Linked DNA regions of Mus musculus: region 2 is linked to region 1. A link is a contact called in public HiChIP or PLAC-seq data. All regions are on one chromosome and are shown on one strand. Each heading gives the region's core, a stretch centred on a gene start, on an enhancer-like site or on the middle of the called end of the contact. The rest is flanking DNA. Distances are from core to core; before and after follow the strand shown.

Evidence for each region. HiChIP or PLAC-seq counts read pairs in DNA pulled down with a chosen protein or histone mark.
Region 2: an H3K27ac HiChIP or PLAC-seq map of embryonic stem cells shows a contact between it and region 1, with 10 times the contacts expected there. The contact joins the promoter of Trabd2b here to the promoter of Bend5 in region 1. A contact is called at or near these places in 8 of 39 promoter capture datasets (cranial neural crest, embryonic stem cells, hematopoietic stem and progenitor cells and 4 more) and 1 of 115 datasets of contacts at active chromatin or transcription factors (embryonic stem cells).

The regions. Positions count from the first base shown.
Region 1 is chr4:111,412,276-111,416,510 of GRCm38.p6, forward strand. It overlaps Bend5 (BEN domain containing 5), which reads left to right and starts at 2,731. Exons shown (of 6, transcript NM_026279.3): 1 at 2,731-3,125. The coding sequence starts at 2,900. The region is part of intron 6 of Agbl4 (ATP/GTP binding protein-like 4); the gene reads left to right.
Region 2 is chr4:114,404,323-114,408,848 of GRCm38.p6, forward strand. It overlaps Trabd2b (TraB domain containing 2B), which reads left to right and starts at 2,402. Exons shown (of 7, transcript NM_001085549.1): 1 at 2,402-2,597. The coding sequence starts at 2,496.

The DNA of each region.
Region 1 (4,235 bases), core at 1,481-3,980:
TAATTTTCTAGGACCAGAAAACCTATGCACAGGGAAAGGATATGTACTAACTAAACTCCTTGTGCAACCCCAGTGGCTTCTGGTGTTACTTTATCAGATTATAATTCCATCCAGGGCATCTCCAGAGCATTTCTATAATTTCATTATCATGATAGAGACAAGAAAAAAAAAGAAGAAGAAGAAGAAACGGTTTCTTAGCAACCTTTTGAGATATAATTCGTATTAAAAAAATAAAAAACTGGTAGACATGGCTGATGCTAAAACAATTGAAACTCCCTTGAGTAAACCCTACCTCCATCTGAGTATTTGTTACTTTTTGTGATTGTCTTGCAGAGGAGCACACACCCAAGCCCTTGGGTGAGTCTTACTTCCTTCCCCTGAGCACCTCTTTCTCTCTTAACCCTTGTACTTAAGCCTACATTAAAACATCTTTAATAAAACAGACCACTCTGCTTCATAGTGCTAAAATCATTTCAGCATAGAAGCCACAAATCCCAGTTTGGCCAGACCTGAGATCCTTAAAGTGTTTGAGGGACTCCTCGGTTTGTGAGGGTGAAAGTATAGAGCAGTGTCACAGTTCTCTGACCTCTGACACAGTGAGGAAATCAACCATGCTGGGATAAAATTGGAAGGTGCCTGGTTGGTTCTTGAACAGTGTAGGGAACTGGGGAAAGAGAAGGCATTTGACTTGGTTTTCAGGGATAGCTGAGGTGGCCATGCACTCAGTAAAGAAGAACTTCCTAGGATGAGGGTAAGAAGCCAGCACAAGGCTGTGGTCATGCTAGGTTGGGAAATGCTAAATAATTGATGCAGACTCTGGAGTGGGCTGTGTCCAGGAAAGTGATGAAAAATGAAATTGATATTTTGGGGTGACCCTCACTTAGATGCAGAGATGTGCTAGAGTGCTACCTGAAGTTATTTTTGAAAATGTGGTCTGCAGTCTCATGGATTGTCATTAAATATGGCCAACTTTGCATGCCTCATCTTATGAGCTACCAGAATCTTACTTCTCATTAAATTCCCTTGACCACCAAAGTGATGTATTTCTAAAATAATCCATAGTCAAAAATAAATAATAATCAGGGGAACATATTTTCCAGAACACCTCAGAGTCATCGGATAAGTGAGGATGAAATTATTCATCAGGATGGCTTGAAGACCTATTCAGTTGACTGGATATAACCAATGGATTGCTTTAAGGGAACTTTATCTGACCTGCTACTCAGGCTTTGAGAGCTGTGTGGAGTTCAACAGTATAAAGTACTCCTCAAATCACAATGAAGTGAATTTGGGAGTTTGGCTTTATCTCTATCATGAGTATAGCTGATTTGGAATGTGAGCACAGTGCCTAAAGTTTAAAATGGTTAAATGCCTTTTATTATTATTGTGAGGACTAGCAACAAGAATGTGTGTATGTGGAATATGAGCATAAAGAGTACAAGAGAAAACAAAATCTCTCACCTATGCAAGAAACTCAGAATCATAATAAACATTTCAGTGCACTTGTTTTGTTACAGGTTAAATTTATTTAAATGAGTTTTTAAAAACATAGCATTTCGTTAAATCTACCACCTCCTTTATGCATGCCTTTATGAGAATACTTTTCTCACTATAACCTCATTATTAAGCTTTCTTAATGCTCTCAGACTAGAATGAAAGATTACAAGTAGCAGAAAAAATGGGTTATTCAGACAGTAATTTAATATTGACATAGGATCCAACTGAGATTCAAGTTCTAATACTTTAGTAAATACTACAAGGTCCTAGGTATCTATTCTTTCTATAGACCACCAAGCCTACAATATAACATGGAGTGTGTGCTCAGAAAAATATTAGTTACTTGAATAAAAGAATAAGTGGAAGAATGGATGTATGTGAAATTCTGTTTATCCTTCCCCCAAAATTCACCAATCTCTCTCTGACAAATACCCTGGTATTGAGCTAGACAATTGGAATATAAATAGCTCAGTTTCCCTGTAAGCATACAATACAGAACAAGTACAACTCTCAGCCTTCTTTCTCTGGAAGGTGTGGTTTGTCTGCAGGAACCAACCTTTCCAGGTTCTCATCTGTGATTTTGGAAACAGAGAAGGGACTGCTGTTCTGCCCAGTTTGGCTCCTGAACTCAACTGACTCCAGAAAGTCCGGCCTCTGCTCTGGCTCCCTAGAGCCCTCCATCCTTGTTTCATTCCAACTGTTCCAGCCCAGAATCAACAAGTAGTGGAGGCGATTCCTCAATGGAGAAAGACCACAGGGAAGAGGGGTGCCGCTGCTCCCTTAGGATAAAAACAGCCCTGGTCTAACCCTCTGGTATCCCAGCAGCTGGTTCAACTGGAAACCTCAGATTACTCTAGTTCTGGCCAAAAACTGGTTTGGCAGCTCTAGGGGAATGTTTCTGGCTCACTGACCCTCACAGCAGGTGCTGGCAATTTTGCAAAAGAAAGAGAAAAGGGGGAAATGGGTTTGGAGGGTGGACTGAAGGAACGGAGGCGCTTAGCTAAATTCGAAACACTAAACTATTGAATCCGCCCGAAAGCGACTTTTAGCAGCGCTCCTCCTATCCTCTAACGCTACTATCATATATGCTCTTTCCCCACCTTACTGCAATCGCACTCCGGCTGTGATTGCTCGGGTCTGACTTCGCAAGTGGCGGTGTGCTTCAAAACCCCCTCATCCGCCCCTCGCCCGGCTCTCTCCACTCCCCTCCCTTTTCCGCGCCCAGGCGAGAGCAGCCGATTGGCAGAGCGGGGCTTTCAGGAACAATAACAGTGGGGGGAGCCGGGGCCCCGGGGAGCCTCCCCGCCCCCGGCCCGGCTGCGGCTCACGCCCCTCTAGGGGTCCCCACCTCCGCACCGCCCCACGGGCTGACCGGCGCCCGGGCCCGCCCCCGGCGCCCACCATGTACGCCTTTGTGCGGTTCCTGGAGGACAACGTCTGCTACGCGCTGCCCGTGTCGTGCGTGCGCGACTTCAGTCCCCGCTCGCGACTGGATTTTGACAACCAGAAGGTGTACGCGGTGTACCGGGGCCCGGAGGAGCTGGGCGCCGAGCCCGAGAGTCCCCCGCGTGCCCCTCGGGACTGGGGCGCGCTGTTGCTCCACAAGGCCCAGATCCTGGCGCTGGCAGGTGAGCGAGCGGGCCGGGAGGGGCGTTGGGACCGGGCGGACCTGGGGCTGGTTCCGGGAGAGGCCGGGCGGCTGGGGCCAGGGAGCCACCGCTTGCTCTTGCCTCCCGTTCCGACTCCTTGGGCTTTCTTTTGGGTACCAGGTGTCTCTAAGAGGCCAAACCAGTTAAAAAGACCTGAGGGTCCCCTTTGTCTTCCTTGCTTCTCTGACACTCCTGCGCCTTGCTGTCAGTCAGCTTTCTCTACTCTGCTCTCTTCTTTCTGACTCTTTTGTATTCCCCTTGGCTCTTCATTTTCTGCTTCTCTAGCTGCCTACTCTAGCTGTCATCTCTCCCATCTCTCACCTTCACCTCTCTCAGTTACTTCCCTCTGTGTTGCTTTCCATCTTAAGTTTCGAAAACTGTACCTCCCTCTCTCCCTTTAAGGCCCTTGGCGTCTCCTTGGAGCAAGAAGCAGTGTTAGGTCCTTTTGATGGGGGCCCTTTTTCACAGAAGGAATCTCTGACACTGTTCCATCTGGGCCATCATTAGGACAAGGAGACCAAACCTCAGTGTACTGCCCAAGGGGCACAGGTGAGGAGGTGAAGGGCCTTAGGTAGCCTCATCTCCACCCCACTTTATGCATCTCCCAGAAGGCTCCTTGAGAGAAAGATGGTACAAACAGTTTCTAGTTCAGGTGAGGGCCTGACCTCCTAACTCTGATCACACCTGGGGGTGGGGAAGAGGGAAAGGAGACAGGCTGACAGGCAGGCAGGTGGTCTCTTGGTTAATGGGTAAAGATAGATTCAGTTTGTTAACAGGACAAGCCTTTCGGCCTCCTGTACTATGCTGTATCACGCTGAGACATAGGTTCCTCTTCAAGCAGAAACATTTGGCCTTCTTTCTGATCCACTTGTAGAAGGCTTGGGTGCACACCAAGTGGGGAAAAGGAAGTTACCACTTCAAGGCTGGAGAGCAGAGATGTAGCTGCTGCTGGTAAGAGTGCTGCCTTTGATTGAGTAGGCAGAGACTGTCACCTTCCACCTGGAAGACAACCCGGAGATTAGGAGCTGAATGAAGACATTGCAAAGATTTCATGGTTTTGACACTTTTCCTACTTTTTCCAGGGACCTA
Region 2 (4,526 bases), core at 1,152-3,651, 3.0 Mb after region 1:
AAGTGGAAATTTCACAGCCACCTCTGGTGCTTACATCCTTCACTTTTAGTCCAGTTCTTAGTTGCTCGCATTCTAGGCTCGGAGAGGCAAGTCATTCTGCTTCACTCACACTTTGAGCCTTCCTTTCTCTAGTGGTTCCATGTGCAACCGAGGCAGGAGTGGAGAGAGGGGAGGAGGGCCCTTAGCTGGGAGCCAAAAGGCCTAGGATCAGGCCTTGGCTTCCACTGGCCACTCTGCCTCTACTTTGTTCCCTCAATCATGAGCCCTGTAAGTAAAGATATAACCTAGCCACTTGCAAATTTGAATCTTGGAGTATCTTCCCATGACTGTATACATACAAAGGCATGCTCTCAGGCCTGGCATGATGACACAGGTTCTGGCCATCTGCTTTCTGTAGGCAGTCCCTTGAAGGCCCTTTTATCCCACTTTTATACCTTGGCAGCAGGTGATCCATCTGCTTCACTCCCTCCTCCTCCTCCTCCTCCTCCTCCTCCTCCTCCTCCTCCTCCTCCTCCTTCTTCTTCTTCTTCTTCTTCTTCTTCTTCTTCTTCTTCTTCTTTTTTCAAGACAGGGTTTCACTGTATAGCCCTGGCTGTCCTGGAACTCACTTTGTAGACCAGGCTGCCCTCTGCCTCCTGAGTGCTGCTGGGATTAAAGGCATGCGCCACCACACCCGGCCACTTCACTCCCTTCTATTAGCTACTGCTGATTTAAAGATCTTAAAGATCATCTCCTAGGGCTTTGCCCTGACTCCAGGGCACCTCTGATATACCTCAAAGTGCCTACCCATAGCCTGTCCTGCTGACTGCTTATGCTCACTAGGCCTCGCAGATCTGCTCTGAGAAACTCACCCATATCCCCAAATTTGTCTCAGCCTGACTTCCACCTCTTAGCCTGAGGTCCATTGAGCCTGCCTCAGGAACCCTTCCTCTGCCTGCCTTTTCTTGGTCTTCTGCTATGATTGTATTTTAATTGTCTACTTGCATATCTCATCATGTCTGTCAGCTATAGACTTCTGATAATATCACACAATTTATCTTTAACCTCCAATATCAGGATAGAGTCTTAGCAAATCTTGTTTAACAACAGCGGTGTGTGTGTGTGTGTGTGTGTGTGTGTGTGTGTACACCCAGAGAAACAGACAGGAGAATGACTGACTGAATGGAGCTTCCAAGGAATTCTAATTGTTTTATGTTCTTTAGACATGTTTTAATTTAATGTAGTGGGTCTTTGCAGAGTGCCTAGGAACACATGTGGTGGTGTTAGGCACAGCAGCATGACAAAACGTTGTAAGCAAATACCACGTTTTCTGGATCTCCAGTGACCATCTCATTCTCCGATATACCTCGAAGTGCCTACACAAATCCTGTCCTGTTAACTGCTTACTCTCGCCAGGCCTCGCAGATGTGCTCTGAGAAACTGGCCCATGTTCCCAAATTTGTCTCAGCCTGACCATTGGACTTCCACCTTAACCCAAGGTCCACTGAGCCAGACGCCCTCTGGCGGTAGCGCTCAGGAGCTACATCCCGGCGCAGAGCTGGAGAGAGGAGAGGAAAGGAGAGGGAGGAGGGAGGAGGCGCAGGCAGGGGAGGAGAGGAAAAAGTTGCGCTGGGAAGTTTGGAAAGTTGGGAAGTGGCTGCTGCGGGCTTCGCCTCCCTCCGCGCGCGTGCGAGGGAACGAGCGAGAGAGCGAGCGCGGAGCCAGCGAGCGCCTGCCATGCCCGGCAGACCCCGCCTCGCCGCGCCCGGGCGCCGAGCTCGCTCCGACTCCCTGCGGCCCGGCCCGGCCCGGCCCGCCGCGGCCCCGGCCCCCCGCCTCCCGCGCCGGGTCCTCCCCTCCCCCGCCCGGCGGCCCCAGCCCCCCGCCCGGCCCGGCTCCGCGCCGCTCTCCCGCCCTCCTCTCTCCCTCCCTCCCGGCCGCGGAGCAGCATGGCGGAGCCCGGGCAGCGGCCGCGCGGCCGCCCGCCGCCCCTCTGAGCCGGGCTCGGGGGCAGCCCGGCACCTCAGAGCAGACCCCCGCCCCGCCGCGCCCTCTGCCGCACTTGTCCCACTGCGCGCCCCCTGGAGCGCCGCGCACCCCTGGGACCCTTGCGCGCCCCGGGTGCCCAGCATAACCCGAGTTCCCCCGCTCACCCTGGAATCTCAGGACTGCCCCAGGAGCCCCGCGTACCCCTGGACCCTGACGCGGCTCCGGGACCCCCACGCGCTCTAGGACCCCTGCGCGCTCTCAGAATTCCGGGGCTCGGCCAACCCGGCTGCGCGCCCTGGTGAGGGGCCCCGCCCCAGAGGATCCCCCTCTTCCAACAGACCGGAGCCCCGCCCCAGAGAGACCCCCAGGTCCGACAGGGACATCCAGCCACGCCCCAGCGGGCTCCCAGCATCTCGCGCCTGGAGCCCTGTGCTCCAGAAGATCCTCGGTGCCCAGCTGGGGGCTCCCCGCCCTGCTGAGGGGGCGCTGCCCAAGAGGGACCCCCGCGTCCCGCGGGCCCCGGCAGGATGCACGCCGCCCTGGCGGGGCCGCTGCTAGCCGCCCTCCTTGCCACCGCCCGCGCCCGTCCGCAACCCCCCGACGGAGGACAGTGCCGGCCGCCTGGATCGGTGAGCGAGCACCAGCCCTGCCACTCTCCCGCCTGCCTGGACACTCCAGCCTGAGGGGCCAGGGTTTGGGACCAGCCTTCTCCATTCAGCCCACTCGCTCCACCTCCGCCCTCTGGGCACAGCCTGGGCTCCCTTCCCTAGCATCTGTCCTCCCGGACTCCAAGTCTGAGCCCAGCCCAGATGGTTCCTTCTCCACTCGCGGACAGTTTCCCCTAGACTTTTGGTCTTGGTTGGATGGATCCCCTCTCTGTGTCCGCTTCTAACTCTCCTGTCTTTTATCCTACCTTTACCCTTTGGTTGCCTTCTTCTGACTTCATCTTCCCAACACCTAGTACCCTTTTCTACACCCTGACTTCCAACCCTTTTGCTGTTTCATTCACACAGTGCCCCAGGCCAGGCATCCCTCCCTCTCCTTGACCCTTTTTCTGACCTAAGGCTGGATCCTCCAACCCTGGTGCTCATTCTCACTCCTCTCCCTCTGTACCCCAGACCCTACCCAGTACCGATTGTCCCAAATGCCCCTGTTTCCTGAAAAGGGTAAGATATCATAGGAGAGAAACGGAAATGACAGGATGAACTTGCTTGTCTAATATTTTCCTAAGGGCACCAAGTAATTATTGCTTCTCCCAACTTTCCTCTCCAAACCCGGCATCTCTTGATATTTTTTCCTGCAATGCCCTTATCTTCAAATATAGATTAATGCGTTGGCAATCATCCTGAACTAGATGCCAGGAGACGAGAATACTGTTGCAGGATCTTCCTGTGCTACCCTATTAGCAGGGCATAGGTTGGCCTTGGGCAAGGTGCACAGCTAGCAGTCTGCCTTGTGCAAGAAACCAGCTGGATAGCTGGTAGGCACTGTCTATTGTGCATTCACATTTGTAAGGTTTGTTGGTAAACTATGGTTCTGTGTCCACCACCCACAATAAATACTTTTCATTTGTGCCAGAATCAGGGAGGAATATGTTATGAGTTGACCTAAAGTTTGTTAAGTGGTCAGTGGTCACTCCAGGGACTTTTCTAGATGGAAACTGACTTTGCTTGGGAGATAGTCCCCTACTCCTGTTTCTTTCCAAATCCTAATTGATACTGGAAAAAACAACCATAGTGTGTGCCTAGGTCACAGACAAAGACAGACTTGGAAATGGAGAGCTAGGCTCACCTTTTTGGTGGGGGGAGTTTAGAAAGCACCCAGAATATGTATGCTTCCTGGGGTTAATTCTATGAAATCCTCTCCTCCCACACCAGCAACTGAGACTTGCTTTGGCTTTGCAAGATTTTAAAACCCTTTCTCACCTATGGTCTCAGTGAGTGGAGCAAAGTAGCTAACACCCGTGACCTGCCCTCCAAGAAGAAAGCCTTACCCACCCGATGAACGGGAAGGAGCTGCTGAAATAGGTGTGCTATTTTTAATAGGTGTTCTGCTTTCAGAGTACTCTTGGCATGTGTCTTCTAATGGCTGTATTTAAAAGTTATATGACTTCCTCTTTTCTTGCCAGAGCAGGACTCTTGGTCCCCCCCCCCCCACCCTACACATGAAACACCCTGGTGAAGGTTTGGCTTGGCCAAGCATGAATGTTCTCAGGTGGTGTGGCAGCCCTTGGCTTTCACAGTGAAAGCTAGTCATAAAGAGAGCCTCCTTTCGTTGCCCACTTCCTCCGTGCCTGGCACCACTCTGAGGGCTTCAGATATGTATGTTCTGTTTTTCACTCCTACCAATAACTCCCATTCTCACCCCCATTTTGCAGAAGAGGAAACTGAGTCTGGGAAGTAGAATGATATACTACAAATTATCCAACTAAGAAAGGACAAAGCCAGCATTTGAATGTGGAACTTTTAGCTTGGAAAGCCCTTGCCAGCGGGCCTCTGCCTTCTGGCCCCATCTACCCCTGCAATCTCTCAGTGCCAACCCTGGCTCTGCCCTGCTGC